Regions from separate parts of the Mus musculus genome. Here regions 2 and 3 are each linked to region 1. Evidence: chromatin contacts called from public HiChIP or PLAC-seq data. All regions are on one chromosome and are shown on one strand. The core of a region is the stretch at or near the end of the contact, and the rest is flanking DNA. Distances in the headings are between cores, read along the strand shown.

Region 1 (2,929 bases), core at 265-2,764:
TAGGTATTTTATGACAGAAAATTGCAAGAGAAGCTAATATACCCACTTGCGAGTATTTAATTGACATTTAGAACATTATTTGAAAGAGGATGTAGACCAGATAGAGTCATACCATCTGGAAATAGATAAGAGAGCTTTAGCTCTCCCTGGGTTGTACTGGTAAGAACAAAATGTATTAAAGTAATGTTAATTCCATATAGAGCCACCAAACCTTGACGCTATTGTGGATGCAGGGAAGTGCTTGTTGACAGAAGCCTGATATGACTGTCTCCTGAGAGGCTCTGCCAGAGCCTGACAAATACAGATGTAGATGTACACAGCCAAATATTGGACTGAGCTGGGGTCCCCTATGGGGAGTTGGAGAAGGGAGTGAAGGAGCTGAGGGGTTTTGCAGCCCCATGGAGGGAGCAACAGTGTCAACAGGCCAGAACCCCTGGGGCTCCCAGGGACTGGACCATCAACCAAAGAATACACATGAAGGGACCCATGGTGCTGGCTGCATATGTGGCAGAGGATGGCCTTGTTGGACATCAGCGGGAGGAGAGTTCCTTGGGCCTGAGGGTGTTCGATGTCCCAGTGTGGGGGAATGCCAGGGCGGGGAGGCAGGAGTGGGTGGGTGCGTGGGGAGCACCCTCATAGAGGCAGTGGGAGGGGAGATGGGATAGGGGGCTTCCGAAGGGGAGACCTAGAAAGGAGAAACCATTTGAAATGTAAATAAAATATCCAATTAAAAAATAATGTTAAATGTTAAAACTGATAATAATATAAATTATAAGCGCTTCTGCTGATATTTGTCTGCCTGGAAATGAGAGAAACTGGATAGTGTTGTGATGTGGATTCCTAGGTGACAACTATTGGTTTCTTTCCATCTCTACAGGATACCTTGAAGAAAAGGACTGTTTGAAACCAACTGACTGGACTACCGTTATGCAGATCACAATTGCTGTAGAGGGACAACCGCCCTCCTGAAACCGCAGCTCAGTCTTAACTCTCTCAAGTACCATTTGCATGGGATACTTTGCTATGAAAAGCCCCAGGGTACTCATGGGGCTCTTTTCTACCCAGGCTGGAATGGGAATGGGGGCTCCTGGAGCTGCAATGGAACTGCTCTAACTATACAAGCTGGGCCAGCCTGTGGTCAGTGAAAACAAGAAACTTGCCTTTGAGTGTAAAGTTTGCTGTGATTGGTCAAAACACCCCTTCTCTGGCTACACAGAGAAGCTATGTGGTTCATGGGTAAGCTAGCTAAGAGATACTCCGCTGTTGTTGCGCTGGTGTTTCAACATTCAGCCCAGTGAACGACTTTCAATCGGGCATTGTTTTCCTTCCTTGCAATTGGCGAATGATCTCATTTGGTAGCATGAAGAAAGAAGTAGAGCGGAGATGACAGAGCTGTGGTAGCAGCAGTAGCAGTGAGTGAGGGAAGGTTGGAGAGCCAAGCTACAGAAGGGGAAAAGCAGCTGGCTGCTTTGACAGCTGCAGAAGAGCTTTTGAATATGTGGTGGTGTGGGAGAGAGTCCACAGTGAGTAAAAGCGAAACTGTGGGAACCACATTGCATTGACAGGTGCCAGAGTCAGAGTTGAGAAGTCAGCAGACCGACCGAGCTGCAAACACAAATATCAGGCTACACTGACATCTTCAAAAGAGGTGAATCTACGAGAGCAGCAGCTGGCGGTGACCCAAGCAGTAACAGAGAGAAAATGTTCTTTTATCTGCTTCATGTGCAGAGACAGCTGTGACAGTAGCTTTAGCAAGCTGCGCCACAAGCTGCTGTTAAATACTGAGGAATCTCAACATTAGAAGCACACGTAAGATCTTTAACACTCATAGGGTGAAAGGTCTTGGCTTCATTGCCCTGGGCAATAGATGCAACCTTCTTTTGCTCTTGCTTTTATCTGTTGCCAGACTCTATCAAATGTGAAGGAATGCAAAGGTTGCCAAGGGTTAGCACTGGAGAAGAGCATCTTCTTCCCTTCCCGAGGTTTCTATCCAAGTACAGTAAATGTATATCAGAAAGTTAACTGATAACAATGAAACATTTTAATCTTCTATACTTATTTACCATGTGTATATATGCACATGCATGCCATAGGACATATGGGGGTGTTAAAGGGCAGCTTTGCAAGTGTTCTTTTCTGCTTCCGTAACGTGAGTTCTCAGGATGGATTGAATTGGGGCCATGTGCTCCTACCCACTGAGTCATCACAGTGACGTCAATACAGCTATTTTGGTTAGCAATTTTATTTTGTTAACACTTATTGCTTAATTACTGATTTATCTATCTCTTTAATCTGTAGATATATCATTTTGCTAACTTCAATGGCAGTCAAACCCAAGATATCCCCACTGATTCAGCCCCAGTGATTCCCTTTCTGGCACTGGTGTTATGTAATCTTCCCCCTGTGATGATATTTTATCATTATGATTCATTATCTTCCTCTCATTATGCTATATCAACTCTGTTCTTCATGGCTGTTTTGCTCCCTCTATGTTATGGCTTTGAATAAGTTAATTATAATGTTAAGCTCCTTTGAAGGTCAGGTGGTAGGGAACTTGTAGTAAGTGTGGCTGGTATATGTCTAGGGCTCCCAGTCATACCTGGAGGTATATCTTTCCAGGGAAGTCACTAGATGAAAGTCAATTCCTGACTAATGTTTCAAATGCATCCTAGGATAAAACTTTAGCTGAAGAGACAGTTGAGATAGACCTATGTGCTGAAATGATAATATGTGTGTTCCGTTAAAACATATATTTTTGTTCACTTGTTCTGTAGCAACAGAAAACTTATACACTAGCAGGTCACACCTTTCATTTTTATAAACATAAAAATTCTTAAATGTTGCCTTTGTTTTGAAGACAATTTTATGCAAAACCCTCTTAAATAAAAGTGACAAGATTTTTTTTTGTAAATAAAAATGTAAAGATTTC
Region 2 (2,929 bases), core at 111-2,610, 490 kb before region 1:
TACCAGCTCCAAACACAGGAGCGCACACATAGGAAGGGTTGCCCTTCAGGGTAGAGTATTCTTGATATGTTAGTGCATATACAACCTCAGACCAACTCGTCTAGTGAGGACTGGTGCTAATTAAAACCAGCAATAGTGGATGGCTTGCTGTGTGATGTCAAGAAAAGTCCAGTGGGGATCCAAAGTGTCATAAAGTGAAAGACAGAAGTCAAGAAACTCATTCCAGGTGTACAGGAATGTGATGCTAATGAAGATTAGGACTCTGGGGGTAAAATCTAAGGTCAAGAATTAAGTAGTTTGTTTCAGGAGAAACATGCATTGATATTCTGAAGAATAAAAAAAGAGAAGGAAACAAAGAATATTTCATGGTCTTTCTTGTCACCCCAGTGTCAAACCAATGGTTAAAGTATGGCTATATACACACTATCTTCTAAACATTTATCCCCTTACTTGATATCGTCCTCCAGGAAACCATCAGGGTGAAACCCTGTGGCCAGCTTCTCTTGCCTTGCTTCTCAGCATAAGCACCATGCAAACTCCAACCTCAGTGGGATCCCAGAATTCATCTTTAAACAGACAATGCATTCTTTGAAATTATCATTCTTAAAAATTACACTTCTAATTTTTCTTTATGTTATTTTATATGCCACTTAAGACCAGCCATGTCTCCCGTCACTTGCTCTGGTATCACTTTACCACATTCTCTAGTGTTCTGTAATGCAGAGGACATTCTTGCCTATCTTAAAACACAAGTACTGAAGTCAAAACATTTATCTTTTCCTGACATTCCAGAGCCGCTTTCTGATGATCCAGCTGTCACTCATCTTTAAACTCTTCTCCAGGAATCACAGGAGCAGATACCTGAATACATGATCCTTCTTAAATAATAAATTACAAATATGACCCTGATTGTGAGCACTGTTCATCTTTCATTTTCTCTTATATTTCAGCTCAATGTAATTCAAGAACATTGTTAAAATTCTCTTCATTTACATTATACCATGCATTAAAATTCTCCATACTATCATCTATAATTTGGCTATTGTTCTAGTGATTTTAACACTGGAACTTTACCATGGCTTTCAACAGCACTGTTTCAGTACAAACAACTCACATTTGCTTGTGGAATTTTAATTTTAAAATTCTCCTTAACATAGGCAGAATTCAAGTGCTTAAACTTTTGTAAATATATTATAGTTAATGGAAATTTTTAGTCTAAGTCATTTTCCCCAGTATAACGTCATTGTTTTTGCTACATTAAAGTACATTGGCTTCATATCCTGTTTACACACTGTGAAGGAATAGTATCTGTAACTCCCAGGGGAAAAAAGGCTCTACTCCTGGTCCAGAATGCAGTATGCCACTCTGCCTCTAGGTGGAGCTCTGATTTCTTTCTGTGCCACACAAACCTTTCTGTCATAGTTCCTTAAAACACCAAAGGAAGACAAATAACCTACATAAATGAAAAATAGAGATTGTAATCCACAAACCTATAAATGTGCTGCATTCCTATAGCTGAAACGTTGCCATATTAAAAATCCATTTAAATAAGACATATTTTTTTTCAGGAAGCCTGGTGATAAGAAAGAATATCTTAGTAATTTAATATCCTACTACTCCACACACAAATTTATCTTGAAAAACATGATGAATTTTAGAATATGAATATAAGTAAAGCATAAATCTTAAATTTAAGATTAACCATTATGTCAAATGTTGAGTTGTGCATGTCATTTATATAAATATTAAACTTGATGAATAACAATTTCAGTATCTATGATATACATATATATACACACATATCACTAATATTTCTGTTGTATGAAACAGGCACAGATTAAAAAGAAATATGTTTTCATCTGTTTTGACAACAAAATAAATCAATGTATTATGGCATTATTATTCTGTGAGTCATCAAAAATTACAACTGAGTTATTGAAAAAATCCTCAAATGAATGTCAAATGACTTTATTTGCCTTGTTTGATTTTTTTGCTGAAAACAATAAAACATACCTATCTAATCTATGAACCAATGACAACATATAAAGTTGGTACCTTTTAGCTCACTGCATCATTATTTGTCTATTTCACAATTATCTGTGGTGTGTTGATGCTTATTTTATCTCTAGCTCTTAAATATTGATACAGACTCAATAAAGTCTGACCACAGATTTTCATCTAATACATTCAATTAAAATAAGAGCTGAGAGTAGGTTCTATTAGTGTTATATACTAAGTACCTGAGTGTAAAAGTCAGAAAAATAAATAATTCTGAGAAACTTCTGAATCCAATAATAAGGGAGATAAATGGTACTAACTCCACAGCCAGTCCTACAGCACCCAGAGGAGGCTCCACTCCCAGGCACTCTAGCATGCCCAGGATCTTAGGATCAGGGGTGAGCAGGACACAACATCTGTTCTAAAACCACCAGGAATAACTGGGAACAGCAGGATCCAGGAGCACAGGAATCATGCCCAACCAGTGGCTCTGGTTCCTTCTGATCTGCCCTGATTTACCTTGGATGCTATCTCTGCAACCAGTCTCACAGCACCAGAGGAGACTCAAATCCCAGGAGCTCTAACACATCCTGGATCCCAGGAGCTTGGTCACACAAGAATCTGAACATTTCAGAGGCAGCTTAACTCTCAGGAAGTCTGAAACACCCAGAATCTTAGGAATCACAGGCTCACAGAGACAGCTAGACTCTGAGGAGTTCTGACACAACCAGGATTATAGGAAGGACAGGCTCCAGTCAGATATATCGAGGGCAGGTAGTACTAGAGATAATCAGGTAGTGGGAGGCAAGCATAAGAACATAAGCAACAGAAACCAAGGTTACTTGGCATCATCAGAACCCAATTATTTTTCCATAGCAAGTCCGGGATACCCCAACACACCACACCAGAAAAACAAGACTCAGACCTAAAA
Region 3 (2,929 bases), core at 129-2,628, 320 kb before region 1:
TTGGAGGATAAAAACTGAACACAGACTTTGTTTTTTTAAGATGCTTCTGGAGATTTAGAATCAGGATCCAAAATAAGGCTGGGATTCAGCATCCACCACTTGACTGAGTAGCTGAAATGGAAGTCTGTGTGAATTCACCACCAGCTGATGAAAAACCTGCAAAGTGCTCTGACTACAACATATTCTGACTTCAAGGGTCCTAGTAAGTGCCACTTCCATGAAGAATACAGTTTGAATGTATTATCAGTAGTGTTTACAAGATTCAACAGTGCACTCAACATCAGTTAGCAAAGCAAACATGTTCATCACTGTGGGGCAGCCACTGTAATGCCAAGCACACTGGAAGAGGAACCCAGGAGCACAGCTCAGCCCTTGGGACTTGAAAACATCCTTAGTAGAAATGAAGAAGGAGAGAGTTCAAGCAGTGAAATCCATGACATGAAGCAACTTGAGGAAACGCTTTCAGTCAGGACACTGAGAATGGTCATGTTTACGTTTTGCTTATATTTCTTGTTTGTCTTCTGACATTTATTTTGGTTTGGGTTTGGGTGCTTAGAAATTCATTTGAGATACAGAAATGGGAAACACATGTGAATGAGAAAAACGAACATCAAACAGTCCTTTCTAAAGTCCTTATATATTTTTAAACAACAGTCACACCAAACTTATGCTTGTTCGTTTGTTTGTTTGTTTTACTTTGCACAACTCTAAATCTCTGGATTATAGATCAATGGTGTAGTGGGTACCAGCCAAACTATACCACTCGATATTAGTAGACTATTATGAAGGAGTGATATTTGAAAAATGGTAAAAATAGCAGAAAAGTTTCACTCTTGGTACCAAAGATTATATCATGTTCCTACACAGTAAGCCACTCTCCTGTTATAAAGAGAATATATTATTAACATGAACACATTTATATGAAGTTAATAGGAAACTCAGCTCTACACAGTTAAAAATTTCAAGTTCAAACATTACTTTTAATTTACTTCTTTGACATTTCATCATAATTTTGTGGAAATCCATGGCCAGGTAGATTGTTGGATTGAAGTAGCTGAAATGAGACTTCTCATTCAGTAAAATCTTCTTGGCTATTCAGGTGCAGAGATCAATATGAAGCACTTACTATTATTTTAAAATTTCTCTCCACAAAATAAGATGATTAACTGAGTGTTGTTTTCATAACAGGTAATTAATTCAAAGCAGTTTAACAATAACACATCAACAATACGTCAAATGAATTCAGTTAACAAGGATTTTTCTGTAGTTAAGTACAGTTCCATTATGACTGCATTTTTTAAAACAACATGAACTTACTCATAGAGTGACTTACTGACTTACATACGTGACTGAATTGACTGGTGGCCAGGCTTTCTGTTTCTTTTGAAAGCAGAACTATATTCTTACTTCTGCTTTTGCCTGCAGCAATTTAACATGACTTCCTGTTTCTTGGGGAAGGCAATCAGAAGAAAGCAGAAATGGCATGAAAAATGTGTATGTTTTGTTTTTCTAAGTCAGGCAATCTAAAATGAATGAAGAGCACAGCAAAGGTATACATATATATTATATATGTATTCATATTCTGGACAAGGATAGTCATGTAGTACAGTTACCAAATTTTTAATATTAGCTGCAGTGTTTTTTAAAACAGTGATAGAATCTCAGGATAAAAATAACAGTTTCTGAGAATCCATGTATCTATCAGAAAGGAAAAGAGAATGGATATGGGCATTTCATAACCAGTATATACCTTTATCATTAAATTTCATTTTTATTTCGCAATTCAATACATTTAATAAAAAGTGTTAAATATGTGTTATGTAGATGTTAAATTGAAAGTCTAATACACTGGATGTGTGATCATTGGATAATATATAAAACTTATTTTGAACTCTATGCAGATCTGTGTTCCCACCAACAGCTAACATGAATTCCTTAGAAATCCAGAGGTTGCAAGTAAATTCTGGCAAGTAAATTCTATCTTGGCACTCATTCAAAGTATGTATCTGAAAGCAGCAGCATACCATCTTGACTGAAATTTTAAGAAGGGAAAAAAAGATGTGTTTAAACAACATTTTGGCCACAGCAAGCACAGCTTAGCCATTCACTTTTGCATGCATTGATGTCTATCTCTTACATGCATTGAGTAGTGCCTTTTAATGTCTTTGCATTGATTCTTCACCCTCTGCTTTGTGTTTCCTAAATGCTTGCCCAGTTAGAGAAATGTTCAGTATCAAAAGGGCTTCAGATTTGAGAGATAACTACTTTTGTTCATCTCAGGGAACTTTCAGTACATAAGAATGGATTCAATTAAAGACATTTAGCACTCAAAGAGGAAATATTGTGTGAGATTATTTCATCCTCACACACACACCCTTTCATTTGCCATCACTGCTCAATCCCTATCACGGCTTTCTTACAGGAGGAAGGCAAGGAGAGAATTGAAGACTAACAGTAGAGAAAAGAGTTAGGACTTAACACACATGATGGCATAAGGAATCATAACAAAATCAAATTATAAGCATATACTTGAACTATCTGTGATTTCCTTAATATGGTATGCTAACAGCTTTATTTGTTTTATTTCCTTTTTCTAATGTTTTAATCATGCACTTGGGAATACCCAGGTAGCTGACTGTGAAATATCCCAGTCACTGAGCTAACATGATTGCTACTGTGCTTTTGACATGAACAGACCATGGAAATATTTTCATCATTGCTACTCAGCATAAACTATACTTAATAAAAAGTTGTTGAAAGAAAACATGAATCAATAATAGATTTTCAGAGCAAATCTAGTGATTCAGCCCACAGGACCAATGAAAGTACTGTGGAAGCTTTCCTCACTTAGAGAAGGTGCTGGGCATTCAAATGTCTTCATGTGTTGTATTTCATATGAGCTGTATATCAATTGTTAATGAAAATCTCC

Evidence for each region. HiChIP or PLAC-seq counts read pairs in DNA pulled down with a chosen protein or histone mark.
Region 2: a contact with region 1 is called in a RAD21 HiChIP or PLAC-seq map of pro-B cells, with 4 times the contacts expected there. The contact joins two enhancer-like sites. A contact is called at or near these places in 2 of 15 datasets of contacts at CTCF or cohesin (large pre-B cells and pro-B cells), 3 of 484 Hi-C or Micro-C datasets (the BV-2 cell line, cardiomyocytes and large pre-B cells) and 1 of 115 datasets of contacts at active chromatin or transcription factors (large pre-B cells).
Region 3: an H3K27ac HiChIP or PLAC-seq map of large pre-B cells shows a contact between it and region 1, with 2.1 times the contacts expected there. The contact joins two enhancer-like sites. A contact is called at or near these places in 1 of 15 datasets of contacts at CTCF or cohesin (pro-B cells) and 1 of 115 datasets of contacts at active chromatin or transcription factors (large pre-B cells).

Annotation. Positions count from the first base shown.
Region 1 is chr1:95,266,861-95,269,789 of GRCm38.p6, reverse strand. No RefSeq gene overlaps it. Among named protein-coding and RNA genes, the nearest start is that of Fam174a, 45 kb to the left of the region's middle. Within about 2 kb of position 1,514, at least 100 of the 459 cell types and tissues checked have an H3K27ac peak or open chromatin away from gene starts, as enhancers often do. A contact at or near this core is called in pro-B cells, where this site is marked.
Region 2 is chr1:95,760,877-95,763,805 of GRCm38.p6, reverse strand. No RefSeq gene overlaps it. Among named protein-coding and RNA genes, the nearest start is that of 4930598F16Rik, 46 kb to the right of the region's middle. Within about 2 kb of position 1,360, at least 4 of the 459 cell types and tissues checked have an H3K27ac peak or open chromatin away from gene starts, as enhancers often do. A contact at or near this core is called in pro-B cells, where this site is marked.
Region 3 is chr1:95,588,745-95,591,673 of GRCm38.p6, reverse strand. St8sia4 (ST8 alpha-N-acetyl-neuraminide alpha-2,8-sialyltransferase 4) reads left to right here. Exons shown (of 5, transcript NM_009183.2): 5 at 1-2,929. Among named protein-coding and RNA genes, the nearest start is that of St8sia4, 77 kb to the left of the region's middle. Within about 2 kb of position 1,378, at least 85 of the 459 cell types and tissues checked have an H3K27ac peak or open chromatin away from gene starts, as enhancers often do. A contact at or near this core is called in pro-B cells, where this site is marked.